Regions from separate parts of the Mus musculus genome. Here regions 1, 2, 3, 4, 6 and 7 are each linked to region 5. Evidence: chromatin contacts called from public HiChIP or PLAC-seq and promoter capture Hi-C data. All regions are on one chromosome and are shown on one strand. Each heading gives the region's core, a stretch centred on a gene start, on an enhancer-like site or on the middle of the called end of the contact. The rest is flanking DNA. Distances are from core to core; before and after follow the strand shown.

The links. Promoter capture Hi-C pulls out the DNA fragments that hold promoters and counts their contacts. HiChIP or PLAC-seq counts read pairs in DNA pulled down with a chosen protein or histone mark.
Region 1: a contact with region 5 is called in an H3K27ac HiChIP or PLAC-seq map of embryonic stem cells, with 2.6 times the contacts expected there. The contact joins the promoter of Smug1 here to the promoter of Atf7 in region 5. A contact is called at or near these places in 7 of 39 promoter capture datasets (the 3T3-L1 cell line, 3T3-L1-derived adipocytes, the HPC-7 cell line and 3 more), 1 of 484 Hi-C or Micro-C datasets (the C2C12 cell line) and 5 of 115 datasets of contacts at active chromatin or transcription factors (bone marrow-derived macrophages, embryonic stem cells, extraembryonic endoderm stem cells and 1 more).
Region 2: a contact with region 5 is called in a FOXA1 HiChIP or PLAC-seq map of pancreatic cancer cells. The contact joins the promoter of Krt8 here to the promoter of Atf7 in region 5. A contact is called at or near these places in 1 of 39 promoter capture datasets (stem cell-derived epiblast-like cells) and 1 of 115 datasets of contacts at active chromatin or transcription factors (pancreatic cancer cells).
Region 3: an H3K27ac HiChIP or PLAC-seq map of extraembryonic endoderm stem cells shows a contact between it and region 5, with 3 times the contacts expected there. The contact joins the enhancer-like site here to the promoter of Atf7 in region 5. A contact is called at or near these places in 1 of 39 promoter capture datasets (the C10 cell line), 1 of 484 Hi-C or Micro-C datasets (the C2C12 cell line) and 2 of 115 datasets of contacts at active chromatin or transcription factors (bone marrow-derived macrophages and extraembryonic endoderm stem cells).
Region 4: a contact with region 5 is called in a promoter capture Hi-C map of liver, with 6 times the contacts expected there. The contact joins the enhancer-like site here to the promoter of Atf7 in region 5. A contact is called at or near these places in 4 of 39 promoter capture datasets (hematopoietic stem and progenitor cells, liver, pre-B cells and 1 more), 1 of 115 datasets of contacts at active chromatin or transcription factors (bone marrow-derived macrophages) and 1 of 9 other capture datasets (liver).
Region 6: a contact with region 5 is called in an HNF4G HiChIP or PLAC-seq map of pancreatic cancer cells. The contact joins the promoter of Copz1 here to the promoter of Atf7 in region 5. A contact is called at or near these places in 7 of 39 promoter capture datasets (the 3T3-L1 cell line, 3T3-L1-derived adipocytes, the HPC-7 cell line and 3 more), 1 of 484 Hi-C or Micro-C datasets (forebrain) and 2 of 115 datasets of contacts at active chromatin or transcription factors (fibro-adipogenic progenitors and pancreatic cancer cells).
Region 7: a promoter capture Hi-C map of pre-B cells shows a contact between it and region 5, with 2.0 times the contacts expected there. The contact joins the promoter of Cbx5 here to the promoter of Atf7 in region 5. A contact is called at or near these places in 6 of 39 promoter capture datasets (the C10 cell line, hippocampal neurons, liver and 3 more), 1 of 484 Hi-C or Micro-C datasets (embryonic stem cells) and 5 of 115 datasets of contacts at active chromatin or transcription factors (the SCID.adh cell line, bone marrow-derived macrophages, memory CD8 T cells and 2 more).

Annotation. Positions count from the first base shown.
Region 1 is chr15:103,161,871-103,165,765 of GRCm38.p6, reverse strand. It overlaps Smug1 (single-strand selective monofunctional uracil DNA glycosylase), which reads left to right and starts at 2,482. Exons shown (of 6, transcript NM_027885.3): 1 at 2,482-2,494; 2 at 3,792-3,895.
Region 2 is chr15:102,002,264-102,006,225 of GRCm38.p6, reverse strand. It overlaps Krt8 (keratin 8), which reads left to right and starts at 1,884. Exons shown (of 9, transcript NM_031170.2): 1 at 1,884-2,328. The coding sequence starts at 1,987. Gm36026 (a long non-coding RNA gene) reads right to left here and starts at 83. Exons shown (of 2, transcript XR_875678.2): 1 at 1-83.
Region 3 is chr15:103,180,824-103,184,898 of GRCm38.p6, reverse strand. No RefSeq gene overlaps it. Among named protein-coding and RNA genes, the nearest start is that of Smug1, 20 kb to the right of the region's middle. Within about 2 kb of position 1,543, at least 104 of the 459 cell types and tissues checked have an H3K27ac peak or open chromatin away from gene starts, as enhancers often do. A contact at or near this core is called in the C2C12 cell line, bone marrow-derived macrophages and extraembryonic endoderm stem cells, where this site is marked.
Region 4 is chr15:102,090,139-102,094,095 of GRCm38.p6, reverse strand. Eif4b (eukaryotic translation initiation factor 4B) reads right to left here. Exons shown (of 15, transcript NM_145625.3): 10 at 2,602-2,699; 11 at 897-1,110; 12 at 383-438. Among named protein-coding and RNA genes, the nearest start is that of Tns2, 11 kb to the left of the region's middle. Within about 2 kb of position 2,160, at least 74 of the 459 cell types and tissues checked have an H3K27ac peak or open chromatin away from gene starts, as enhancers often do. A contact at or near this core is called in bone marrow-derived macrophages and liver, where this site is marked.
Region 5 is chr15:102,623,747-102,627,747 of GRCm38.p6, reverse strand. Atf7 (activating transcription factor 7) reads left to right here and starts at 2,284. Exons shown (of 12, transcript NM_001310067.1): 1 at 2,284-2,386.
Region 6 is chr15:103,270,248-103,274,306 of GRCm38.p6, reverse strand. It overlaps Copz1 (coatomer protein complex, subunit zeta 1), which reads right to left and starts at 1,419. Exons shown (of 9, transcript NM_019817.2): 1 at 1,366-1,419. The coding sequence starts at 1,383.
Region 7 is chr15:103,238,545-103,242,659 of GRCm38.p6, reverse strand. Cbx5 (chromobox 5) reads left to right here and starts at 2,808. Exons shown (of 5, transcript NM_001076789.2): 1 at 2,808-2,927. Hnrnpa1 (heterogeneous nuclear ribonucleoprotein A1) reads right to left here and starts at 2,263. Exons shown (of 11, transcript NM_001039129.4): 1 at 2,132-2,263; 2 at 1,464-1,580; 3 at 1,068-1,214; 4 at 547-757; 5 at 362-454; 6 at 188-280; 7 at 1-16. The coding sequence starts at 2,146.

The DNA.
Region 1 (3,895 bases), core at 1,233-3,732, 540 kb before region 5:
CTGGTACCCGGAGAGGGGAAAACGTGGCTTGCATTCATCCAATAGGCAATTTTAAGCTTTGTGCAGCAGGAGCCCTTGGCAGGAGAAAGGCTGCCTGGCCTAGAATTCCTAGCGAAGCAAAGCTAGCTCCCTCAATGGCCGATAGATGGCGCTCGTGGCCCAACACAGCCTCTGCAGCCTGCGGAAACCCGAGGGAAACAAGAAAGCAAGTTAACCCTTCTGCACCCGGGAGGCGAGTAGAGGCTGTGGGGCCTCAGAGGCCCCTTCACAGCTTAGAGCGCACCTGCTAGCTCTTTCTTGGCTGCGGCCAGAATCTACTGTCCCCCTTATCTCACAGGACCAACAGACATTGTCAGCCTGTCCGTTGGAAGCTTCTGGAGGGTCAGGAGACTAGGGAAGGGCTATGCTCACCTTTCATCTCTGGGTCTTGTTTCTAAGAATCTTTAGCAGAGCTCCATGAGAAGGCAGATGCTGAGGGGTATAAATTGAATTGGGGGTGGTGACCCGTATGGGACTTCAATTCTAGCACTTGGAAGATAAAGTCAAGCAGATCTCTGTGAGGTCAGTCTGGTCTCGGTAGTGAGTTCCAGGGCAGCCAAGATGAGACCTTGTTTCAAAACACTACCACTACCACCACCACTACCACCAACCCCTACCCCTGAAGCAGGAACAAAAACCCACTGGAAGAATCGGGTAAGCCAAAAAATTATGGGGGACACAGGTATCTGAACGGAAAATGAAGTCTATAATTAATTCCTTGCATCCTTCCACCAACTTCTTTTTTCTCTTTTCCTTTTTTTAGACAAGATTTCACTTATCTCAGGCTGGCCTCGGATGTGATATGTAGCAGAGGAACTTCCTGAATTTCTGATACCCCTTCCTCCTCTCCCAGAGCTGTGGTGTTACATACAGCCCTCCTGTCTCAACAGGCTCTTAGGATTCTTAAATAACAAGACAACACTATGGTGAGGTTTTGTTTGTTTGGAGACAGGAAAATGTGCAGAAAACAGAGATAGAGAGTCCTGTTCACGAAGTTTACTTTTCTTCATTGCAGAGGAAGTAGAGATATTGAGGTGTGCCCAGGGGAAGATAGAGGCACCTAGAGACAGAAAGCAAGCCATGGAAGAGGTGAGCGACAAATCGTACAGAAAGAAAGTGGCAAGACCCAGAGGGACAAGGCTGCTGTGCACTACAGCTCAGCAAGTAAGGGGCAGCCTCGATGGAATACAGGTGAGTGATTCCTCACCTTGATGCTGGATGGTCACTACTCACAACAGCTGCACCCACTGCTTTTATCTGGATGCTAGAGCAGTCTTGGGAAAGGCATTGTGTTCTGGGTTCCCTGGTCTTCTTCCCTAGCACCCATTGGGGACTTTGCTTTGGTGATGAGAGCCCTGGCTTCCCCCGGCATGAGTATTGGGGAAGGCAAGGGACCCAGAAGATATCTACCCATGGAAGATTCCAGTTGAGTGAAAAGTCACAGTGAAATGTCCAGTTAGATAGGAACAAAGCAGGGTGTGAATGGCTTTGGAAGTCAGTGCTGAGGGGCTAGTTAGGTGCAATTAGGGATTAAAGTTTGTTGGAGAAGGCTTCCTGGGAAGACTATTGTAGGAGAGTCTGGAAAGATGGGATGTGTTATTTATATATGTCTACTTATGAGGGCCAGGAGACATAAGAGTTGGTAAATAAACAAAAATCTGAGTCAGGACGATCTTCCTTACTAACCTGGGTGGGCACCACCAACCTGTTCAGAGTCCAGTGCAACCAATGACTAAGGAAGGGCTCTTAACACAAAGGGCTTCCCTGGTTCTCCAGCTTACAGGCAGCAGGTCCCATAGGGCTGTGAGCGTATTTCCACAATACATCTCCTCACATTGATAAAAGGATGGTTTTGATTTTGCTTCTTGGAGAAACCCAATTCAGGATACAGGCTGGCAGATGTCAAGGCAAGAGAGAAACAGATTAAAATGGCGAGGCTGTGGATTTAGATGCTAATGCTAACAGGGATGTTCACTGTCAAAGAGGTAGGTGCTGAGAGAAATGCCTTCGTGGATATTTGTTTGGTTGTTTTGTTTTGTCGAGTCAGGGTTTCTGTGTAGCCCTGGCTGTCCTGGAACTCACTCTGTAGATCCGCCACAACCACACGGTTGCCTCTTTGGATGTTATGTAAACAGTTAATGGCCCTTGGAGGGCTGCAAAGATGATGCCTTATACCTCGGGGCAGCAAGAGGGAAAGGTCTCTGGTGGATGAGGTATTGGGGATGGCTGCAGAGTCCAGATGGTTGTGACGTCTTGATGTAAATCATATTATTAAACTACAATCCCCAGCGACCCGTGGAACTCTTTTAGCGAGTTTTCCGGGGATTTGGCATTTCCGGCGGAAGCAGACGTCGCTAGCCATTCTTCTTATTTAAATGCTGTCGACTACAACTCCCAGTGCCCTCCGCGCCAGGACGAAGAAAGGAAGCGGAAGCTGCATGGGGAGCTTGTGCAGGTGAGGGAGTAGGGGGCTGGATCTCTGGGAAGGGCGGTGGGGGCTCTCGGAGTTCCGGAGAGGTAGCCGCTCTGTGACTCCAAGGCCTACAAGGGGCCCCTGTGAGCCCTGCAGCGCTGTTTTGATTTAAATCCTGTGGATTTCTGTACCACCTACAAGGGACAGCGGCTAGCTAGTGGCTTGGATTCTTATTTTTGTTTTAGGTTTATTTATGTTATTTTTTATATATGGGTGTTTTGTCTGCACACCAGAAGAGGACATTGGATACTATAGGACTGCAGTTTGACTCTTGCAAGCCGCATTATGGGTGCTGGGAATTAAACTGAGAACCATTGAAAGAGCAGCCAGTACTTTTACTTAATGAGCCTCCATCGCACTGTGGCCTGGATGTATCTCAGGGTTGCCCTTTGTTTTTTAATGTAATTTGAAATGTGTGACATGTTTCTTAAGGCATTTTGCTTTTTGAGGGGAAAAAATGCACACACACACACACACACACACACAAAAGGCTCCTGATCTTCTCATCTTTCCGCCTCTACCTCCTGAGTGCTGAGCTGATAGATACGAGCTTCTATACCTGGTTTACAGTGCTGGGGATTGAACCCAAGGCTTCATTCATCTTTGGTATACACTCCACTGAGTTGCAGCATCAGGCATTGAGCTTATGGCTGTTGGTGACTTTAGGGAGGACTGTCAGACTTCCTGCTAGGAATTTTTTTTTTTTTTTTTTGATTTTTTGTCCAGGACAGCAAAGCTCAGATTATATCTGTCCTCTTAGCTCTTCATGGCTTATCCCAAACCTGTCTTATATCTTATTTTGGAGTTATCCCCCCAACATATGAGGGACTCAAATATTTAAGAAATAAACAATTGCTGGAGGTAGGTTGATGGTTCCTATAGAGAAGAGCCTTAAAGTGATTTGTGCAAGAGAACCTTCTTAGATGTCTTGGCTGGTAGGGCTCTTGCCACCAAACCTGATGACTTATATTCATTCCTCAGAGCCTTGACAGTAGAAGAGAACCAGCTCCCAAAAGTTATCTTTTGCCACATGAGTTGCTAAGGTGTGCTTGCTCTCCCTAGTAAATAAAAACAACTGTTAAGAGAAAGAACCGTTTAAGAGAGGAAACCAGGACTAGCATTCTAGTTAGCCTGTGACACTTGCTACCAGATGAACAGTGAAAATAAGCTCTCCTCACTTCTGTGCATGCCTATCCTTGCTGTCTTCAGCCCAGAGCAGACCCATCTTAGACCTGAGAGAGATCCCTGTGCTGTTTTTTCTAATATTGGTTCTACACAGGGACTTGCAAAGCAAAGGTCCCAGAAAACCCAGTTCGCCACACCGTCCTCAGCTTTCCAGAATGTTCTGGGAGCCTGTGTGGACAAACCAGATTTCTAGCCTGC
Region 2 (3,962 bases), core at 635-3,134, 620 kb after region 5:
CTTGGGGATTTCTAGATTGGTCTTTCTGGAAGTGTCCTCAGACAGACAGACAGACAGACAGACAGACAGACAGACACACACACACACACACACACACACACACACAGGTAGGGGTGGCTTCTCAGACAAAGAGGGAGAGAGGTGTGCCGTGTAGGGAAGGAACATGTCTGTGTGTCTCTAGGGGTGACTTTCTGGGTCTCTGTCCCTTTTGGCAGGAACATATATGTGCCCATCCTGGGTCTCTGTCCCTTTGCCTATATGTGCCCATAGAGCAGTCCTGGGTGTTTCTCCTAGGGGGGCGGAATCCATAGACAGTTCTCTTAGTAGGTGCTTACTCTTTTCCCTGGCTATGGGGTGGTGTCTGCTACCGCCCAGTTCCCCAGGGAATTTGGATATCTGTCATCTATTGGTTTCCTTAATTGAGATCCACCCAATCCCCACATCACACCCTGAAGTGCCTTCCAGAGAGCCCAACCCATCAGGTAATTTAATTGCAGGTGGAATCTTTGCCTTGGGGACCCAAACCTCTTGCCTGCTTGCTCCACCCAGGCCTGGAGGGCCTTGCTCTGCTCCCCAGTCTCCAACCTCTCACAGGTGCAGGCTGTGCCCCAGCTTGTTCTCCTGACTCACTCTGATAATGGGATAATGAGTTCAGAGAGACAGGTGCAGGGAGACAGGGTACTATCCTCATCACATCTGGCCAGCCTGGGGCCGGGGGCAGAGGAGAAGGGTCCAGGTGGCTGGAGAATGAGTCACCACCAGCAGGGCCATCCCGTTCCAAGGCACCATGAGTCACTGCCCTGGCAGCCTGGGGAAGGTGTCTCCAAAGAAGCGATTGCAACAAAGCCCCTGTGCCTCTATTCTCTGGGGTCTCCCTTTTCTGCCTTGGCCTCTGTCCCTCAGTCTTTGTTATTCCTCGAGGCCTCTGTCTGGTCTGGGGAATTCTCTCGGGTCTGGGTAGGAAAGGAGAATACTGTGCTGTGTCCAGAGAGAAGAGCTGCGTTTGATTTCTCTTTACCTTGCACAAGAGAGAAGACAGCTAGAAGCCTGTGTTTCATTCATTCCTCAAATATCTACCTACCTTCCCACCCCCCTTTGCCAGCCTATGGGTGCAGGATGCTGCACAGGTAGCGGGGTGGGGTAGTGGTGTTAGCTGTAACCTGGGCAGACAAAGCAAACAGGAGCTTGGGAACGAAAGGGCCCTGCTGGTCAGCCTGGCCAGCTCCACCTAAAGGAGGTCTCTTGGAGGTATTAGGAGAGACCAGCCAGAGATGTGGTGGATGAGGCACACCCTCAGTCCTAGTGCTGGCTGGTAAAGGCCGGTGCCGGCTTTGGTTAGGCTTCAGGGTACTTATACCCCCAAAGGGGTTGTGACCCCCCCCCCCCAAGATTCTGAACCACAGGATATTTGATATGTCACCTCTGGGAAAACATAGCTCTATCCCTAGAGGGATTGCAACCCACTGGTGGAGAACCTACAGCATATCTGTTACGTGACTCCCGAGGAAGGGCCCTTCCGACCTTCCTTGAGTTTCAACTTCTAGTGAGTTCTAGTAGCTTGCCTGTGTTGAGTTGAGACCCAGTGTTTTAAACTAAAATGCCTGGGAACCCTTTCAGCCCAAGTAGTTCTCACAGGAGGGCAGGAGATAAGACAGCTTAGGTCAGAGATCCCAGGCTCACTTCCTGCCTTCACAGGGATCAATTGCTCTCTCCTGGATTTTTAGGGTGGGGCTGGAGAGGGATCCCGGGTGGGAACAGCTCTCTGCTGCCCTCACCTGAGTCCCGTCTGGAGGTTGCAGACGTTGGGTTAGGCCCTGCCCTCTAGTGTCTAGCCACTCAGGTAAGAGGCCCTTTTCCCTCCCCTGGGGCTGGCCTCTTCTTTTATAAAGGGCCTTCGCTGGGCGCTGTCCCACCGTCTAGAAGCAGCTGCTTAGCTCGCTCTCGAACCTCCGTCTTCAGCTCACTGCCTTCGCTCCAGACTTCACCATGTCCATCAGGGTGACTCAGAAATCCTACAAGATGTCCACCTCCGGTCCCCGGGCCTTCAGCAGCCGCTCGTTCACGAGTGGACCCGGTGCCCGCATCAGCTCTTCCAGCTTTTCCCGGGTGGGCAGCAGCAGCAGCAGCTTCCGGGGAAGCATGGGCACCGGCGTGGGTCTGGGCGGCTTTGGCGGGGCTGGTGTCGGGGGCATCACAGCCGTCACGGTGAACCAGAGCCTGTTGAGCCCCTTGAAGCTGGAGGTGGACCCCAACATCCAGGCTGTGCGCACTCAGGAGAAGGAGCAGATTAAATCCCTGAACAACAAGTTCGCCTCCTTCATTGACAAGGTGAGACCCCTCTCTTCCCGACTAACCGTCCTGCGCTCGCTCTTTCTTCTGCTGACACAGAGATGCGTACATCTCTCCTCGCACCCCCCATGAGCTCCTGTTGGGACCCACCCATTCTGGCCACACTCTCTTCTACTTCTCTCATACCCTTTGGCTTGGGCCCAGAGGGTCTGAAGTGCTTGTGACTAAATCTTGGAGCACCTTCCCATTCACTGGAGGGCCTGGTCCCTTCCCTGTGGCTTTGCTCTCTGGTGGCGGGGACGCCCCCTCGCCCCCCCGCCCCCAACTGCCCCAAGGTTTCCTCATGGTGCCCCGTGCATTGTGTATTTTTCTATCTTCCTGTTAAATAATGGAGGGCGGTGTAAGGATTTTAGAAGGTTTCAGGTGTCTTGATTGAACCCGACAAACGCATATGGAGGTCTTTGGTGCCCAAGGCTAGAGAGTGGGGGCTCCAGGCTGAGTCACTGCTCGGCCCCTGCCCTGCTCCAGTGGGCGGGGCCGCTGTAGAGCCAGGGCGGAGGTCTTGGGTCTGCCCTTCCACCAGGAGTGGGGTGGGGTGGAGGGGAGGGTGAGTCTCAGGGCTCCGCCTCGGGAAGGCCCGTGCGAGATTCAAAGTCTGCGGGCGTTGGACACTCCGCTCCTGTTTCACGACCTGTTAAGACCGGAGTTTATGGCCTCAGATAGCGTCGGCCTACCCACGCCCCTCTGCGAGCTTGGCCCTTGTACCCCTTTCACTCTTTCTACGGTGGCTCCGCCCCAACTGCCTGGTTCCTTTGCAAGCCGAAAGCCAGGCCAGGTTTTGCAGTCCTGTGGCACAGTGGCCTTCGTGGCCCCGGGACGATTGGCCCTTTTTTGCTGACTGGCTCCTGAGAGGCGGTGTGGGAACGGGAGGAGGGAAAACACGGGGCTGAGCCTGTGGAATCACAGGACGCCCCAGGAGCGTCTGCCTCTTCTTCACAAGGGTTTACTAGCTCCAACGGTCCGGTCCCTAACTCCCCCTAGAATCCTGATGGAGAGCAGTTGGCTCAGACATGGCATGTGCCTTGTGGTTACAGGGCCCGGCAATTTCCTCCAATGGGCCATCTTGTCAAGTTTGACTTCCTCTTCTGTAAAATGGACACGACAGGCCCCAAATCAGTTTCTCTGCCTGTTCAGCTCAAAGTGTGACGAGCTTTAGCAGCACCTGGCCCGAATTCAGCATTCCATTAGAATGGATTACTTGGGTTATTATTATTATTATTATTATTATTGTAATTACGGGGAAGAAAGGATTTATAGTGTGGGTTGTGGGAAGGTAATCCGATTGTTCCCACAGGATGGCTTTCTAGTTTCCCCCCAGTTTAAAAAGTTAGCGCTCCGGCCTGAGAGTGTGAAGTGCATTTTGCTCCTATGGAGCAGTCAGGCTATTATCCTTACAAAAGGCTTTTCCCTGTACCACGTCTTGGATTGTGCGCTCTAAGATGTGAAGGGGGCAGGGAGGGCGGGGTTGGTTGTGGACAAGTGGGAAGAGGGTCGTGGGACTCCCAAGGCTAAGGGGTCTCCAAGGCTGCTCCAACAGGGTGGGAAGGATGGAAGGAGACGTACCTGCCTGCTCTCTTGCTTCATCTTCTGCTAAAAGTGGGCCCTTGTGGAGA
Region 3 (4,075 bases), core at 294-2,793, 560 kb before region 5:
CAGGTGTCAGCTAACATCTGATATACGTGTGTATGTGTGACACACACACACACACATACATTTTTTACTTTGTTTTTTTTGTTTGTTTGTTTGGTTTTTGTGTATGTGTGTGTTTTCAAGACAGGGTTTCTCTGTGTAGCCCTGGCTGTCCTGGAACTCACTCTGTAGACCAGGATGTCCTTAAACTCAGAAATCCACCTGCCTCTGCCTCCCAAGTGCTGGGATTAAAGGCATGTGTCACCGCTGCCCGGCCAATTTTTTTTTTTAATTAATTTTTTTAGGGTCTTCCTACATTGCCCGGGGTTATCTTGAATTTGTGATCCTTTTGTTTCAACTCCTGAACATTTGGGATTACAGGCCTATACCACCAACTCTGTCTGGGAGACAAGAGGGCAGGAAGGCAGTCAGGGTAGGAAGGCAACAGCTCATGAGCGGAGTGAGGGCAGTCCAGAGGCTGCAGTCCTCTGACAGAAGGCCAGTGGGCACAAGCCTGGCCCAGATGTAAGAGATCAAGCTACATGGAGCTGCTGGCAGAAGTCGAAGGATGTTCTTAACCAGAGCATACATCATAATCTTTGCCTGAAATTCGGGGAGTTTCCAGAGTTTTGGGGCACCCCAATCACATACACTGCATTTCAGCAGGATACCAGACTTCACCAGTCCTTCAGGAAGGTTGGACTAGGAAGGAGTCTAAGTGGTCCTGGAAGACTAGGAGGTGGTGGTGTCTAATCCCGGTTGTGGACCTCGGTCTGCGGCTGGAGGATGCAAAGAGATGCCCAGAAGGTGGCGCGAGCCGGCGACAGCGGTCAAGCACAGAGGTGGCCCGCTCCATGGGTCTCACTCGCCCTGCGTGCAGCCCACCCACTGCCAAATGAAGGCATGCAGCCAAAGGCAGCCGAGCACAGCTGGATATGCAAATGTGTGCAAATGACATGGCGCCTTGGTTGGGGAGCGAGCGCGGCGCTGTCACAATTCCTGCTTCAAAAGACTTAGGGTGGGCTGTGCATGGTCCCAGTCCCGCTTGCTGGGTGACCATTTCCTGGGCTCCCACACACTCATCCTGCATAAGGCACAGGCAAAGAGCAGGCCCCCTGGCATGGAGAAATTTCCCTACCCACCTGTCAGCTGAGCGTAGTTCCTTAATGAACAGGCATGTGAGGCTCGCTGTGACGATACCACACTCACCCCAGCCTCAGAATCCTCTCTTCCCAGGACCAAACCATTTGCCCTCCTCCATTCCTTCATTAATATCCGTCTCCCTGCTTCCCTATCTGAAGTCCTTCCAGAAGTCTAACCACAATCACACTTGCTGCTGTTAGTACGTTACTTTTCCTTGTGGTTTGGCGAAACCATTCTACAAGTCCAGGTTGCTGTGTTTTTGAGTGTGTGTGAACAGGCTGAAGGATTCCAAGGCACTGCTGAGGAATAAGTCCCTACCCTAGGCTAGAACCCCGGAATCCGGTCCGGCGCCTGGGCGCTCTCCCTCTTCTGCGCCACCTACAACGGCCACACGGGGTCTTCCTTGAGCTAAGAATGGGAACTCGTGCGCCCCACGCTGGTGCGGGCGGGATGCGGGACTCTTAAGACTCGGCTCAGGCTTCCCACCGAGCACCTCTCCGCAAGCAGCTTACGACCTCCATCCCCCATCCCCACACCCCAAATCACGCTTAGTAGGAGGGCGGGGAGGGAGCCACATACTAAGCGCCCTCCCAGGGAAACTGAGGCTCTCCACCAGTCCAGCTCTTGGGGATTGGGTATGGCACAGCTAGCGAGGCGGAGAGATAGGAAATTAGAATGGGGGTGGAGGGAGACCATCAGAAGCAGCGTTGGATGGCCTGGATGACAAAAGGCGAACGGAATGCAAGATAGAGTGGCGGGGACAGTTTTTTGTATAGGGGAACGGAATTGTAAGCAAGAGTGGGAAGAAAATTAAGGCACTCACTTTCTCCAGTGAGGCTGTAACTTGGCAGATTTGGCTGTAGATGCAGTAAGAGGGATGGTGGTTAGACACCAAGAAGGACTTCCCCAAAGTAGTCAAACCTGGATGCTCAGGGAGAAGGACTGAAAATGAGGACTGTAACCTGAAACCCCCTCATAACTAGAAACTGGTAGGGAGAGGAGGTGTGAAAAATGCTGCGGCGAGGGGGGGGGGGGCGGGGCGGGGCGGGGTGGGTGGGAGGGGGAGGCAATGGAAGGAAGCTCAGGTGGAATGAGTCGCCCTTCACCCCCGGAAGCGGCGGCGGGTCGGACCAGGTGCTCACATCGTGGCCGCCCACTGGGACGCCCGGGTGGCCCCGCGCCCCACCCCCGCTCCAGGCTGGCCCGGTGGGTTCCGGGGCGAGACTGTCTGCAGGACCTGCCTCGCCTCGCTCTTTCCAGTGCCCAAGTCGCCCTGGGTGGTCGCAATTTGGAAGCACACAGTAGGGAGTTTAAGTCCCCCAAGACCCGTCCCCGCGGTTGACACCGGGTGTGTGTGTGTGGGGGGGAGGTAAGGTGGGGGGGAGAGGCTCAGGTGTCCGGCAGGGGGCGCCCGCGAGAGCGAGGCCCTGCTCCGGCACGTCTCGCGCGCTCCCTCTGCTGGCAGCGGCGCTGCCTCCACTGCAGGCCGCCGGTGGACCCCATAGACGCTATCCGACCCTAAGGCAGGCCTGGCTCCTCTCCATCCTTCAGAGGTGTGGGAAGATTTAAGAACAACGATCCCACGCAGTTCTGCAGCGACTCAAGACCAGCAGAGTGGGAATCCCCAGACCTCAGAGGGATCTTTCATGTCCACTGTGGAGGCCCGGAGTCCAGCCTGTTCCCAGGGTCTCCTAGCCAAGCTCCAAAGTACCAGTGCTCTTCCCCATTTGCCAGAACTGTCTTCTGAACACACAAATCAGTATGGGCCTCTCCCTATCTCCAAAGTACTCACAGGAAAGGACGCTCCTCCGGCCACCTTGGCTTTGCCCATGTCCACACTTGTCCTGCTCCTCAACAGCCTTGGCAATGGCTTGCAATCTTCACTAGCAGGTTCCTGCTCAATCCTTAACGTACACTTCAAATGTCCAAACTGAGTTTTTCCTTCCCATAGAGAGTCCAGCTTGCCTATAACAGAGTCTGGCCTTTATTTGATACTCCTGCCTCCAACTCCTTAGCGCTGGAATTATGGGCACACACCACCACCCTAGGCTACGTGAACTTTAGAAGCATCTCTCTTGTGGAGGCTTTTATCCTAGGCGTGATCTAATTATTATCCTGTTTTCCATGCTTCCATCTAGAACAAGATGGAGTTCTTAAGCACACTTAGTGTTGCTGGGAGCCCACCTAATCTCTCCCACTGAAGCACACAAGGACTCACGTGTGCCCCTAGGCCTAGACTGACCTCTACCTGCCTATAAGACAATGGGACAAACCACTCCTGGAGTAGACTCTGGACTCTCAAGAGATCAGCTGTCCCCCTGTTTCTTTGGTTTTACTGGGAACCCAAATCTAAGGGAGGGAGCTGCAGAGCCTAGATACAGATGGAGGGCACTTACTCCCTGGAGAGTACTGAGGACTCCCCGGTACTTCTTGGGTCTAACCTACTCCTCACTCACCTAAGCTGGGGCTTGGGGGCAAAATCATAAATTTGGGAGACAAGAGGAGAGATAAAGATCGTTTGTTGAGAATGGTGTCATCAATCAAGTTGCTGGAGAGAATGCAAACAAAAAAAAATTCCCTAAACCTGGGTGCTCAGATGCAACATTCCAGCCTTTCTTAAAAGTCCCCAGCCTCGAGTCAGCCCCTCCATGGGTTTGAGGTTGCTATGGGTTCATCTCTAAGTTCTGTCTGTATCCTCAGAAACCCCAGTCCTTTCCTCTCCCACTTGGGAAGGGTCTTGGGATGGAGAGAGACATCTCCACCCACTCTGTTAAAGATTATATTTTTGAAAGAGCCTGGAGGGAGATTCCCTAACTCCTAGTTTCTGAGTTTCAGGTTGAGGACAGCCAGATAAATAATGGCTTGCCAAATTAATTAATTATTTTATTAGCCTGAGTAATTATTAATCAGGCCATTAATCACCCAGCTGTGTCCTATGAATAGCAATTAGTTGGGG
Region 4 (3,957 bases), core at 911-3,410, 530 kb after region 5:
CAGTGATGACCATGACTGAAACACATCACTTGACCCAAGAACTAACACTGCAGCTTCCATTAAAAAATGTCTTCTTGCTAGGTAGTAATGGTGCACATCTTTAATCCCAGCACTCGGGAGGCAGAGGCAGGTAGGTCAGCCTGGTCAGAGTTCCAGGACAGTCAGGGCTACACAGAGAAGCCTTGCCTAGAGAAAAACAAAAAGAAAAATTCTTTGGCAAGATGCTTAATCCTGGAGTCTCTCATTACAGGCATTTATTTTATTTATGTGCATTGCCTGCGTGTGTGCACATCAAATGCCCTGGAAAGAACTGGAGATATGCATGGTTGTGAGTACCACAGGGGTGCTAGGAACTGAACTTGTTCACATGGTGCAGGCTCACCTTTTCTTGATGGTCCTTCCTCAGGGGGCTGGACTGCAGCTACTTTCCCTCCACCACTGGAATAAAGCAGCAAGCAATCAGCCATCAGTTTTTACAGGAAAGACAACACAAGCTTACACCATTTTCCAAATGTACCAGGCTGCCTTTTCATTCCACACTACAATATTAAAATACAGGAAAGACTGTTGTCTTCTACACTTAAGGGCCATATGCTTTGGAAATCCAACATGCTTAGCTGGAGTCTTCTCTTGGAAAAATTTAAGAATCACTTGAGTGAGCAAGGTTACACTGACAGTATGTCCCAGGGCAAAGCATGTCTACATATTTCTATGGTAAATATTCCCATCATAGCTGATCTTAATCCACCAAACTCATGTCAACTGGTTAACAAAAATCAAGAAAACAGATACTGTTGAGACAACAGTATATGAATTATACAGGAGGCAACCTCCTCTGCAGCACACACTCCCTCAGGGCACCTCCACTAAGCAGCTGCTGTTACAGGCCTACTCACCTTGTAGGGGACGGCTGCTCTGTGTCTGAGCTCTGAGATCGGGCAGGAGGGTTAGAGCTTCGCTTCACCCACGCATTCTCCTTTGGTGGAGGGGCTGGCATTACCTTTAGAGGCTGGTCAGGTTTAGGAGGCTTAGAGGTTGGAGAGTGACAGTCTTCTTCTTTATTGAGGGTTTCATTTTCTAGAGACTTCTCACTCTCTCTCCTTCGTGTATCTGTGGGGGAAGAGGAGCTCGCTGTACAGAGCCCACCTGGACTGTAGCAGCAGGGGAATAGGGGCATCACATTCTTTTCCATCAGCAGCAGACAGACACTAACTGGTTCCTGATAGCTACAGTTACACATAAACCAATGGCTTCCAGGCCACCTGGAGAAAAGTGCTTTCTGGAAAAGGGGAAAAAGCTATCTGAAAGAACAGCAATCTTGTCTTTATTTGGAAGGAATGAACACTTTTTTCGGGGAGGTGGGGGGGGGGGTGTTACAACTTGTCTATGTATTAGGACAGCCGTAACTGGGAATAACACGCTCTTGTGGTGAATGGGACTCAGGACCAAAGCCCAGGAACCACTGCCCAACTCCAGCTCAGCAGAGGCCTTTACATGGGGACAAAAACCCAGACACATTTGTATTTGCACAAAAACTTCTCTGGAACCATGGAGCTTGCTTTGCCAACAGTTACAGCCTACATCTGAAGTACAAGCTCTAGCAAAGCGGCTACACAAAACCAGTATCACACTTACTCTAGCCAGAAGGAGCACTACACCATGTTACAGGGCGACTACAAAGGTCAAACAGCTTCAGAAAACTCTTACAACACTTGGCTCCATTGACAAATCACTCTGGCTTTGGGCTGTTTTAAAACACTCAAGTACAAGTAAACTTGGGAGGAAGGAGAGCTTTAGCAACAGCGAATCACAGTAAGAGGAGGACTCTACAATTCCTGTAAACCATCTGTATCAAATTCATCGTGGCATTAAGTGTCTTCTTTGTGCCTGGTACCTAGAGGCCAGACGTCATAATGACATCTTCTGGAACTGGAGTTACAGGTGATTGAGGGAACAGGGGAATTAAAACTGGGAACTCTACAATTTCTCCTTTACAGGAGGAGGGGTGCAGTCATCAGTGGCCCAGGACTCTGTGACACTACACACACATGCTAATGAGGAAATGACCATTTACCCCCAAGAACACCACTAATGTTGCCTAAACAACATCAAATAATGTCACCCCAAGAGGTCAAAAACCAGTGCAAAGTGAGGTGGCTCTAAAAAAACCAACACCAGTGAGACAGAAAATAGGGCTGGCAAAATATCATAGCAGGTAGCTTGCCACCAAAACCTGCTGAGATCAATCAATGACTGGAACATTCTCTCTGGGGAAAACAGACTGCTCCGAGTTTTCCTCTGGCCTTGTATCATGACACAAGACCCCACTCCTCCACAAAATAAATGGTAAAAAACAAAAACAAGACATCTAACAGTCAACTATTCTCCTTAGTGACAGACAGTCTGCAGATCACTGAAGTGTCTATTCTGGCACCTGTTCGAGGCCTTGCTAACTCAGGAGCTTCTGAGCAGAGCTCAAGGCCAGTCTGGTCACACAAGTCTTAGGACAGCCAAGGCTACATGGGAAAAAGAAGTTAACACTGCACAGCGCCCACACATCTGCGGGAGACAGGACTCCGATACCCACCCCACCTGACTTACTTCTGCCAGATGTGGCTGAGGCCCCAGTCTGCGATGACTCACTTCCTGTCCTTGACCGTTCTCTTTCCTGAGTTTCTTCACTTCGCCAGCTTGGGTGTCTGCACACAAGAGATCAACAAAGACGACACTTAATGCCACAATGAATCTGATACAAATGGTTTACACGAATTAACATCTATTAATTAATTAATTAATACACGGTCTTGGTGAGTGCAGGCCAGAGGACAACCTTGGGACATTGTTCCTTAGAAGCTACCCACCGTATTCTAATTTTATGCATGTGCTGCCCACATGTACGTCTGTGTACCATGCATGTGCCTGGTGCCTAGAGGCCAGACATCATCATGAGATCTTCTGGAACTGGAGTTACAGGTGGTTAAGGGAACAGGGGAATTAAAACTGGGGATTCTACAAGAGCAGCAAGTATTCTTAAGCTTTGTCACATTGGCCCACATGATCAGTGTAAGATTGTATCACACGGCTTTCTTTATCTTAAACCATTTCAAGGCAGCAGGTTACATATGCTGTTCTGAATACCTCAGGATTCCACATTAGCTTCTGCTCTGAAGACAGATGTGAAAGTCATTCAGACAGAACAGTGCTGAGCTTTTCCTAATAAAATCCTAAAATATATATATATATTTGTGCCAGGTATGGTAGCACATACTTTTAATCCCAACAATCCTAGGAGGCAAAAGCAGGTAGACCTCTGAGTTTGAGAGGCCATTCTGGTTTTCGGACAGCCAGAACTAGAGACCCTGTCTCAAAGAAAACAAAAATATTTTTCTAACAATTCTTATATTCTTTATGTTTGTATGCTATATGACCATAGCATACAAGCTTACAGAAAAAAACAGCGAAATAATTCCTGGCTATATTCAACAAGAAAAAGCATTCTCTATGTAATAAGAGAGAATGAATTTAGAGGTCATGCTGGCACCTGCACCACCTGGTAGCAGAGCATGAAGAGCATGAAGAGCATGAAGCCTGACTGGGCTCAGTGATTTCTGGTGTGGCCTGTTTTCAAAGATCAAGGCTAGTGAGATGACTTGGTAGGCAAGGACACTTCCTGCCAAGTCTGAAGATGCACAAAGTTGTCCTCTGACCTCTACATGCATGCTCACAAAGGTCAATAAAAAAAGAATTGGGTCAACCATTTATTTACTTCTGTTCCAAAGCACTACCAATTTCTATTTATGTCAGGTGTAGCACAAGTCTTTTTGAAAACATGAAGTCACAGAAGTCTTTAGTGTGTGACACTCTTACACTCTGTAGACTGCTCCACCCCACCCAATAAACACATCCGCGTGACAACCAGTAACCACTCCCATTTCCCAAGTGCTCAGGGCTAGGGTT
Region 5 (4,001 bases), core at 1,035-3,534:
CTTTATTTCACTTTTGCTATATAGGGAGAAATCCCTTGGATTCTTCCACCATTGAGAGGATGCCAAGAGGTTAGATAAGATCACTGACAGGAAGTTCAGAAAGCTGAATAACAAAAAAGCTGTGAAGGGAATCAGGTCTGGTGAAGCATGCCTGTAATCCTAGCACTCTGGACAGAGGAAAAGCATTTAGAACACATATTCTAAGTTACCCAGATAGTCAGACCCTGTCTCAAACAAACAAACAAAGAAAAAAAAAAAAAGAAAAAGAAAAAAAGAAGAGAAAAGAAAAGAAAAGAGAAGAAAAGAAAAGAAAAGAAAAGAAAAGAAAAGAAAAGAAAAGAAAAGAAAGACTGTGTTAGGTGTTGATATTTAGCTCAGTGCTGGAGTACAAGGCCCTGGGCTCAGTGCCTAGAACAGAGAAGAAAACAGCTTCAAAGGGGGAACAGAGCCCATTACCACCCCTCCACCCCACCTCACCCCTTCTTCTGCCCTACCCCATACAGCCACACACTGGGCAGAGACTATGGCTACAATATTGCTACTGTTATAAAGAAGAAAACACAACTAGTTAGCTGTCGGGATCCCTGGAATCCCTTGTCAACTCTACTTAAATCTGTTCAATTCTTAAGCTTTTATTTACAGTAACACAAACACAAAAAGTACCATCTTAACCACATAATTTGTGTGTGTTCATGTGTATCACAGACTGGTCTCAAATTCACAGAGACCTGCCTGCCTCTTCTTCAGGATAAGTTTTTCAAATGTAGCTCTTATATTTGATGTTCTCCTGAAAGTCTCAAGGCTGTCTCTTAATAATTCAACTCCTCAGGCTAAAGAGATGGCTCAGCAGTTAAAAGAGGACAGACCATTCTTCCAGAAGACCTTGTTTCTAGTCCCAGCACTGACACTGCAGGTCTCAACCATTTGTAACTTTAGTTTCAGGGTACCTGGTGCCCTCTTCTTGCCTCCACAGGTAGGCATCTGGTATGTAGATGGTATACATTCAGGCCAGACAAGTGGCTCATACTTAATACAAGTACTTAGGTGGAGGCTGACACAGGAAAATGAGTTTCAGGACAGCTTGGCTTCAAAATAAGCCCTGCCTCATTCATAAATAAATAAATAAATAAATAAATAAATAACTTTCTCAAGAGGACTTCTCTCAATACTAGCAATAGTGTTTTTCCCCTCTTAGAGTTGCTTTCGGTCTCATTACCCTGAAAAGCTCTTCACTTTCTGAAGTAAGTATAATTATTGACTTATGACCTATCTCTCCCTCAACCGTAAAATAAAAATTCTGTCAGAGAAATTTTCCACATGACCAGGACAGTGTTGTGTGTGCTTTTGTTTTTGACGTAGTATGTGCTGTTGGTATTTCAATAAAATACTTGCTGGGTAACATATACAAATTTTAAAAAAAAAAATCACTGTGCTGTGGCTTCACACTGAGCTACACTAACAGTCCTACTTTCTCTCTGTAAGTGTGTGTGTGTGTGTTGTTCACAGGTATGGAGGGTTGTCCAAGAGACCAGATGACAACTTCAGGTTTGGTTCCTCAGAGCTATCCCCCTTATTTTTATTGTTTGTTTAACGCGGGATTTCCCACTGGCCCAGAAGGCTAGACTGGTGATCATCCATGGTCTTTTGGGGGTGGGGTGGGGGGTTGTTGAGACAAGGATAGCGCTGGCTGTCCTGGAATTCGCTATGTAGACCAGGCTGGCCTCGAACTCACAGAGATCCGCCTGCCTCCATGTGGCGATTAGAGGCGGGCGCCGCCGCGGTGAGGCTGGAGTTGAACGTACTTCCTCACACTACCATCGTAGCTCACACACAGCACACACCGGGCAGGGGCTTCGGCCAGTGAGGTGCTGTCAAGTGTAAAGCAGAAAGTGCAAGCAGTCACCTGCTCGGATCGACTCTTGCTTAACTTCCTCCACACAACTAATGACCAGCTTGGTGACTGAAGTCCCTCTCTTGGCTCCGCTCCCTTAATTCCCCTTTATCCGAGGGCTGCCTGAGACACTCTCAGTCCCTCCCTGCCTTTGCTTCACCTTCGGACCTCCACAGCTACAGACAGATCGGCAGCGTTAGACGCCAGGGCCGCTCTCCCCGCGCTGCCCACACTTTGCAGCCGAACACGTGCGAGTCGTGTGTACAGCGCTCGCCCAACCTTCCACTCAAGCCACGCTCACAGCAAGCCCCGCCCCTAGGCCCTGGTCCAACTCAGCCCCACGAGTCGCGCCCTCGCCCCCACTTCTCGCGAGAAGTGAACACGCCTGGCCGGACGGGAGGAAAGTATCTGCTCCGCTGAGGGGGGAAAGGAGGAGCAGGAGACAGATTGTGGGACCGAGCGCGGGCGGGCGGGAGGCGCCGGAGCTACCAGCGGGTGAGTCCTGTTAACATTAGCTAGTCCGTGGCCTGACAGGAGTCTCTCCTTCTACTCTGGCCAGTCCCAGCGTCCCGGGCCGGGGTCTCCCCTCCCAGTCTGTTGGACGGGGGCGCTGAGGCGGTGGCCAGGCCTGTCTGAGGAAGAGGGTGGGGCGTAGGCTAAAGACAACCAATAGGAGAGAAGGAAGCCACAATTGGCGGCCATGAGCGCTAATGGGAGATCGCCTTTACCTTGCGGAGTGCCGCCCTCTTCTCTTCTCCCGCCTCCTTCCTTTTGGAGGAAGGCGGGGCCAGAGGACTGAAGTGTGGGGAGAACTTGGGGTAAGTAGCCCCGGGGGGCACAGGGCGTGGCGAGGAAAGGGGGGTTGAATCCTGAGGGAAGCGAAGTCTAGTGGAAGTCTAATGGAGGGATCTTGGAGTGGAAGATAGAGGAGGACTGCTAAACTAGGTTGAAGACTCAAAAGATTTCCCAAAAAGTGGGTTTAGGGCTTGGCACTGCAGAAGGCAGAGGTAAATAGGCAGGAGGTAGGTTTGGGTGACGAGAGCCTGGCTCAGGTGAAAGCACGCGTTGTGTGGTCGAAGTGGAGCATTGGGAAACGGGGGTCCTGGCGTTTCGATTGAATTCAGAAGAATCTGAGCAAGAGACACGGTGTCAGAAAGTATGGATCTGGACAGATTAAGTGGATGAGTTTAGGAGGACATGTGAGTGGGTTGGGTTGCTAGAAGGCATCGCTTCGGTGATAATATGGAAATCCAGAGGGTAAGGGGGGATATTTGGAGAAGAGACAGCGACTGACATACAGTCTGGTTCTTTCTTCAGTCGGGAGACCGCCAGGATACTGCTTAGTGTTTTTTGGTGGATATGGCACCCAGACTGGTGACCAGCCAGCCAAAATGCTGGCCCGGGGGTTGAGAAGAAGAAAAGTAGGGCGCTACTCTGATTGTCATTTTTCCAGTGTTCCACTTTCCAAGTTTCATTTCTTTCAGAACACAGGGATGTGGGCCTGGGACTTCGCAGTCCAAGTTGGAGACCCGTTGGGACTTCTATGTTGCTCTGAAATGCTTATTATGTGCACTCACTGGGGTGTTTACTACCCAGGGCACCTCCTACCCAGATTCCCGTGTTACTACTTTCCTAACTTTGTTTTCTGCTTAGCAGAGGGTGTTTTAATATCTCTCAGGGTTCATATGAAGTATAGGTTTGTGGAGATGTGCAGGTTTTTTTTTTTTTTTAATTTCAGCAAACTCATTTGTTTCCTATGTTTAAAATTTTTTCAGCAGTATAATTTCTGAAGAAACTATAGGTACTCTAAACACTAACAAATAAATTTTGTTTCCTTAAATGTGAATTTTCCCTTTCGTTCATTAAGAGTTATTTAATGGATGATTGAACTTAATCTTAATTATCTTGTATATTTTCTTGTTTATTAATTGGGGCAGTGTTTCATATAGCCCAAGTACACCTCAGACTGAGATAACTGAGGGTGACCATGATCCTCCACCCACCTCCCAAGTGCTGGGATAATAGGTGTGTACCACCATATCCAGTTTATGTAGTACTAGGGTTCTCAGGGTCTTATACATGGTAGGTAAGAACTCTGCCATGTGAGCTA
Region 6 (4,059 bases), core at 170-2,669, 650 kb before region 5:
CTTCAACTTGTCCAACACATATGATGAGAATAAATTCTCTTTGACATTTGCAAGAAGGAAAGTAAGGAGGTTTGAACAGATAGGTCAGTGGTTAAAGTGCTTGTCATACAAATAAGAAAACCAAAGTTCAAATTCCCACATAAATGCCAGGTGAGTATAGATGTCTGCCCTGGCTACGTGGCAAAGTTGATTCCAGTCAGACCTACATGAAACTCTCAGTGAGAAAACTAAAACAAGTTGATGTGGTGGCACATACCTCTAGTCTCCGAATTTGGAGGGTAGAGGTAGGTGGTCCTCTGTGAGTCTGAGGCCAACATGGCTTACATAATGAGTAGCTAGGGCATCAGGAAAGGGAAAGGTAGAGAGGGACCCTGTCTCAAAAAACTTTTTTTCCTTTAAAGAAAGAAAGAAGAAAAAGCTTTTTTTCTTTTACTGACAAGAGTTTGATATGTACACTTACAAGGAATATAAATGAAAACAGGAGCTAAGGAAGACTCTTAGAAACAATCCTGGAGTCCAACTAAAGGAAAGAAGCTGGGAGTTAAATTCCTACACTAACACACAGACACAGGTAGGCAGACTCATGGGTCTCTAAACTGCTGGCCAGTGTCTTGAAAGAAATGCTCTGATCCTGTTCTAGGGGGCAGAACAAGCAGAAAGGATCAAGGGACAAGAGAGTTAAATGCACTTCTATAATCACAATTCTCATGTAAGCAAGAAGGCTGAAATGGATCTTACAGTATGAGTTCCTAAAGTCTGAAGGAGGGGAGAGTAGGAGAGAAGAATAAGGAGTCAGAAAAAGATATTCCAAAATCTATACTAGCTCTACCAAGTATTCCTGAACCTGGATGGAATGCTGACTCTCAATCATGACAGAATTACATACTAAGGATTAACAGGAAAATAAAAACAAGTTTTGTAAAGGAACAGGACATGGAATTGCCAAAAGGTAGTCGAATTCTGACCACCACCAGGAGGATCTGGGACTGACAAAACACCTCTCTTCTGCCATTGCAACTTGGGGGACTAGAATATGAGGGTTTGGGGAAACTCAAGTAGGTATGATCCACAACAAAAACCATCGGGGAGAACTTGAAAGACACCCCTCCAGCGCAATCAGAATTCTCCTAAGGACCCTGCATGTTCTCTTCAACTTTGCCACCGACTCCTGCTCTCTTGCCGGCAAGGCTTCCTACTCTATACCGCGGCTCTAGCTCCCATTGTAGGCCACACTTGCATTGCACAGATAGCGGGAGCTTTGGCCCCCGAGGCCTGCCCGGAACCCTCTCCCGGCCCCAGCTGATGAGCCCCACCTCCCGGACCCCCTGGACACCACAACGGAGCCACTGGCCCTCCAGCTCCTACCAAAATCAGCGCCTCCATCTTGCCCGTAGCTGCTGCCGACGTGGAGTCGCACAAGCGACGTCACCGCTGATTGGCCCTGAGTCTTCGCTAGGTCCCGCCTCAAAGAGGCAACATTGGGTGAAGATGAGCCAGCCTTCGCGTCTTGACCAGTCAGCGTAGTCACTCGCTTCACGGAAGCCAACTGTCCAGCCAGAAGAGGCAGCTGTTAGATTGTCACCCGGAATTTTCAATGAAAGGCCAAAACCTCAGCACTGAAGGGGCGGGAGGATCATTGAGGGCGGTGTTGTTTCCATGGGGAACGGAGGAAGCGATTGTTACTTTGCTATTGGTAGGAGGAAGCCACGTGATTCTGTCAGCCTCCAATTCGCACTCGCTATAGGGGGTGCTATGTGTAGCCCTTAACATTAGCCTTGCTGAGAAGCCCTACCCGAATACAGATTCCCATCGCCACCATTAGGATATCCACAGCTGTAGTGTCCTTGGGTCATTTCAACAACCTCGGAAAGTTCACCAAGTTAGCTATAGGCAGCCAAGCGTTAACTACACAAACCAAGGTCTCGAGAAGTATATCCCAGGATATACACGTGTGGCATGCACACATACCCAATAAATATATATTTTTTTAAGATTTATTTATTTCATTTATATGAGTACACCGTAGCTGTCTTCAGACACACCAGAAGAGGGCATCAGATCTCATTACAGCTGGTTGTGAGACACCATGTGGTTGCTGGGAATTGAACCCAGGACCTCTGGAAGAGAAAGCACCCAATGTTCTTAACCACTGAGCAATCTCTCCAGACCACCCCCCTCAATATTTTTAATGTAATTTACTTAAAAAAAAAAAAAAAACTGTGGGGACTGGAGATATGGCTCGGTAGTTAAGAGCTCATATTCGATGGGCAGTGGTGGCACATGTTTTTAATCCCAGCACTTGGGAGGCAGAGACAGGCGGATTTCTGAGTTTGAGGCCAGCCTGGTCTACAAAGTGAGTTCCAGGACAGCCAGGGCTATTTAGAGAAGCCCTGTCTCGAAAACAAAAACAAAAAAAAAGAGCTCATACTCTTCGTGTGGAAGACCTGAGTTCAGTTGCCAGCTCCTATGCCCCGTTGCTCAGCTTCAGAGAATCTGCTGCCCACTGCCCACTTTCTGTCTGGGAGTTGAGTACAGGAGACCTGCACTTTGATGGACAACGTTTTCCCACTTTGGTTCAATTTGAAATAGGATATCAAGGCATTGGAGATTAGAGCGAATGGAAAGAAAGCTATCAGCTTCTGACCCCCAGAACAATAAGAGTTACAAGGCCAGAGATCATTAGCCTTTGACCTCCATCTTATGCTGTGTCCCACCTCAGTACCTGACCCTACCAGGGCTGGCCCCCCTACACCTCTCCGTGATCTCTGCATCAGTTCCTACCTCCAGGTTCCTGCCCTGCCTGAGTTCCTGTAGTTCCTGTCCTAACTTCCTTCAATGATGAACAGCCATAGGGAAGTGTAAGCCAAATAAACTCTTTTCTCCCTAACTTACTTTTTTGGCCATAGTGCTTCATCACAGCAATAGAAACCCTAAAGTCAGTATATCTGTGCACCCTTTACATACCTGGTACCTGTGGAGGCCAGAAAATGATATCAGATCCCATTGAACTGGAGTTGCAATGGGATTGTGAGCTGCTATTTGGGTTCTGGGAATCAAACCCGGGTACTCTGGAAGAGCAGCCATAGTTGTTAAAGGATGAATCCTCTCTCCTGTCCCAGTGGCGGGCATTGTTCTTGCTTTGGCAGATTAATGATAATAATAACATTTTTCTGCCCATTTATTATGTGCTAAGCATAATGCTCAACCATTCAATTATTTATTGTTTAATATAACTGGTGGGGTTGTTTGTTATAGTTGAATTTTTGTTTTTAATATTTTTATTATTTCAGAGTTCCATGCAATGTACTTTGATCACATTCAGAACCTCCAATTCCTCTCCTCAATTCCTCCTAGATCTACCTTTGTACACCCCAACTTCATGTCTTTTGTTTTGTTTTGTTTTTTCTTTGTTTTGTTTTGTTTTTTGGTTTTTGGTTTTTGGAGACAGGGTTTCTCTGTGTAGCCCTGGCTGTCCTGGAACTCACTCTGTAGACCAGGCTGGCCTCGAACTCAGAGATCCGCCTGCCTCTGCCTCCCAAGTGCTGGGATTAAAGGCATGCGCCACCACACCCGGCATGTCCAGTTCTTTTGTTGTGGTTTTGGTTTGGGTTTTTTGAGACAGAATCTCTTTCTAGCTCTAGCTGTCTTGGAACTGACTCTGTAAACCAGGCTGTTCTTGAACTCACATAGATCTATCTGCCTTTGCCTCCCGAGTGCTGGAATTAAAGCCACCACTATCCAACTTTGTTTTTGTTTTTTAATAAGCCATTAACGTCTGTTCATGCTGTTCATATATTTCTGGATATAGGATCCTCTTTTGGAGCATAGTGTTGCTTTTTTGAGACAAAGTTTCACTCTAGCTGAGACAGGCTCAAACTTCCCATAATCCTCCTACCTCAGTTTCCTGAGTGCCCGGGTTACAGGTGTGAGCCAACAATTGACACATTTTTCTAAGAATCTCATAGAGTTTGATGATGATGACAGTCTATTATTATTTTGTTGTTGTTGTTGTTATGATTTGGCCAGACTGTCCTGCACCTCTTCTAATTCTATTTGAAA
Region 7 (4,115 bases), core at 1,559-4,058, 610 kb before region 5:
CTGCCACCAAAGCCACCTGGAAGAAACCAAAGCTTTAAACCAGGCTTTATACATGAATGCTTATCAAAATCTAATTCTGTACTAGAACTATATTCGGGTAAAATCCATAAATGCTGGAAACACAGGGTAGCAGTTAATATTTAAAAGCTCTGAAACCAACAAGGAATCAAAAATAAACCATACACACCACGACCACTGAAGTTCCCTCCTCGACCAAAATTGTCATTGCCACCAAAACCGCCTCCACGACCACCACCAAAGTTTCCAGAACCACTGCGACCTTAAAAGAGATTTTTGGATCATTAGGCTAACCCATAGTAATTCATGCTGGCGCCCACAATCTAACCAAAAATTAACGCACCTCTCTGACTGGATGAAGCACTAGCCATCTCTTGCTTCGACAGAGCCTTTCTTACTTCACAGTTGTGGCCATTCACAGTATGGTATTTCTGAACTAAGAGAAAAAGGTAGATTCAGGACTGTAAAAAAAAAAAACACAAGAGGACTCCAGAGTCATTAAGGAACACGTAGTCCTCTGATACTTACTAACAATCTTATCCACAGAGTCATGGTCATCAAAGGTAACAAAAGCAAAGCCCCTCTTTTTCCCACTGCCTCTGTCAGTCATAATTTCTATCACTTCAATCTTCCCATACTGCTCAAAATAATCTCGTAGGTGATGTTCTTCAGTGTCTTCTTTAATACCACCAACAAAGATCTTTTTCACAGTTAAGTGGGCACCTGGTCGCTGAGAATCCTAAAAAGGAAAAATGACTTCAGTTATTTAGTAGTAGCAGTTTCTAAATGACTGGGAAGGTGTGGTGGCCCACCCCCCCCTTTTTTTCAGAGACAGGGTTTCTCTATATATCCCTGGCTGTCCTGGAACTCACTCTGTAGACCAGGCTAGCCTCGAACTCAGAAATATACCTGCCTCTGCCTCCGGAGTGCTGGGATTAAAGGCGTGTGCCACCACCTCCAGGCCCTCGCCTTTAATACCACTTGGGGGGGATCTCCCAATTGAGGACTGCCCCAATCATAGTCTCAGGTTAAAGAGAAAAACCACTCACTTCTCTTGAGACAGCTCTCTTAGGTTCCACAACTCTTCCATCCACCTTGTGTGGTCTTGCATTCATGGCAGCATCCACTTCTTCCACAGTGGCATATGTGACAAACCCAAAGCCCCTGGATCTCTTGGTGTTTGGATCTCTCATTACCTGTTTAGAGTTAATTCAATCAATACACTGCCTGATCTCAGAATCAAAAGCCATTCCTAGTCTGATCAAGGCAAACATGAAACTTCAGAGTGGGGGGGTGGAAATGTAAGCTTCTTACAGATCTGAAGAAAGCCCCAGATTTTTTTTTACCATCCCATTAGTTAACTTCACAAAACAATTTAGCTAAGAAGCAGCAGATTAAATCGGAAGAAATAAGCCAGCTCTTCCTTTTGTTTCTTTTAATCTTACCACACAGTCTGTTAGTGTTCCCCATTGCTCAAAATGGCTCCTCAGACTCTCGTCGGTTGTTTCGAAGCTCAGCCCTCCGATGAAGAGCTTCCGCAGCTGTTCTGGCTCCTTGGGAGACTAAAGTGGAGGAGGGAGTGTTTAGCGGAGGGGCTGGAACCTGGGAAAATGAATCAACACCCCGCAACAACACATGCTACACTTTTTTATTGTTCTTTATTACTGCACGAGACCACGTGCTCCTTCCTAGGCTAGGAGGTGCTGCTGGGGATTCACTCGAGTTGCACGCAGCGCATGCGTCCTTACTTTTACTTCATACGCACGCGCAACAAAGGGCACAGGTTAGTCGGGTCCATCCCCATTAAGACTTAATATCTCTTTAACAAGCGATTGTTAGACCAGAATGGGGGAGGGGAAGAAAAGGCCACACTCCCCAGATCATTAGTCTGTGAAGTTTGCCACAAGGAACAGTGCATGGACGTTAATGGCGGTCGGATCGCAGCCTCATGGTGACTATGAGGACAAAATGGCGACCTGCATTTTTTTAAAGTAGGCCTCAGCACTAATCGATAAAACACCGAAACCACGGGTGCGAGCAGCAAAACACGTCACATCCCGCTATATTCAGTAAGTGTGGAAGAAAGAGAAGCTGCAAAGCGCATCCAACTTACCTCGGACTTAGACATGACGGTAGAGTTACGAGAGCCTTCAGCGATGCTTCCTCGGCAGCGTCAAAGAGCAGAAAGGAATACGATAACGAACGTGCCCGCCAGCCTACCTTCTGCTCGCCCTTTTATCCCGCCTCCTCGCTCTCGGTATTGGTAGACTCCGCCCTTACTTGAGTCTTATTGGAGATTTGAAATTATTCCCTCCCACCATTGGCCCGTGAAGACGCCCTGCTAAGAAACGGCATCCGTTTGGGCGTTCTATTCAGACTCCGCCCCTTTGAGTCACTGATGCCCCAAGGGATCTTATCCTTAATCGCATTGATTGGCTAACTAGCCAGTCACTTATATTTGAATGTATTCACGTCTTTTAAATGCCTTTCATAACTTTCCCACACCCGAACATTACAAACTCACTCGTCAAAGGACCGCACGCTACAAAGTAGCTCACCGCGACTTTTCCCAGCCACTCCCTATAAGGCGCATGTGTAATAAAAATGGCGAGTTCACGCCGGCGCACTACGATGTTCCGCCTGCTGCCTGGAACACGTGAAATGGCGGGCGGGAGAGGGTTGTGAACCTAGGCGCCTGCGTAGTGGCGGGACCAGCGTCCAGTTTTGCGCAGGCGTTTTGGGCGGAGAAAAGGTCCAAGCCCAGGATTGGTTGCGCAGGCGCAGGGAAGGATCCGTTTTGGCGGGCGGTTGGCATTGCGCAGAAGGCGGCGGTAGCGGTGGCTTGTGGTGCCGCTTTACCACAGAGGAACCGTGCAGGCCTTAGCGTGAGTGATCACTTTAGATCTTGGGTAAGTGGCAGAGTCTCGTCTACCCGTACGAGATCTTGAACCCGCTCCCATTGCACCGGTTATTGTACGAAATGAATGGACCGCTGAACTGGTGGGGGGGGGGGTGGACGACGACAGTGAAGGGGCCGCGACGGGTCGGGCCAGCCAATAGGACAACTGGGGCGGGATGTTTTATCCTTGCAGGTTCTGTGAAGCTGCCTTGCCGAAGCATTTGACTGGCGAGCCTATAGGCCAATTGGGTTTTCCTATAGCTGCCTACCGATCGGTCCTTGGGCCATCGGAATGTGGGAGGCGGGTTTTTCTCGCCTGAGTTGCGTCTCTCCGAGCCAATGAGCCCCAAGCGCGCGATTGGCCGGCCTTCCCCAAGAGGCAGAGGCTGGACTCCTGTGGGGAGCGCGGGAGTTGGCTGGTTAAATTCTTAGAGCAAGCCAGGAGTCACTAGAAAGACAGGATTCCCCCCTCCCCCCCCCAATAAAGCTTACTCTTGCATTTGTGGGGGCGAGTATTTTAACTTAAAATGACTCCTATAACTAAGGCATTCATTCTGTATATTACCTTAGGGAAAACATATGTTTTCTTGTGGCCCTTGAGTTAATCATTTTTCTTGTAGTTTTTGGTACGTTCCTCCCTTCACTTGAGACTTTGGAGAACGTGCCTTTAGTCTTTGAAAACTTTTAAGAGAAGAATATTGAAATTTTGAATGAGATGACTTAGGTAAAGTACTTGCAATGAAAAGCATCCAAGAAAAATAGACTTAACCACTAGCACCCATTTCCAGGGACACTGTATTTGTATTTCTATCTCTATGAAAGTTTTTGAGAGTTACATGTCAAAAGTCAAAACGTGTTGCTTCTATGGAAACAGTGGGGCCAAGGCCTGTATGTTTGAGGGATAATTGTCATTGATGAAATAATGAAAACCTTAATAAAAATAGACACATTTGGTTTTTTGTTTGTTTGTTTTGTGTCATCATGTACTTGTCACCACCATTCATGTTCCCAATTCTTTTATCTGAATCTCTTCTCCGAAGAACATTTTTCTCCCCTAACATTCAAGATACTCTAAGCTCCTATTTCTGCTGTTCATTTGAGGATGTCTGGTGTGGGGTGAAAAAGCTGATTCATTTAGGAGGTATTTAGGGTGTTGGGGACAGAAGACTCCACCATATCTTGAGTTGTTATTCATTGT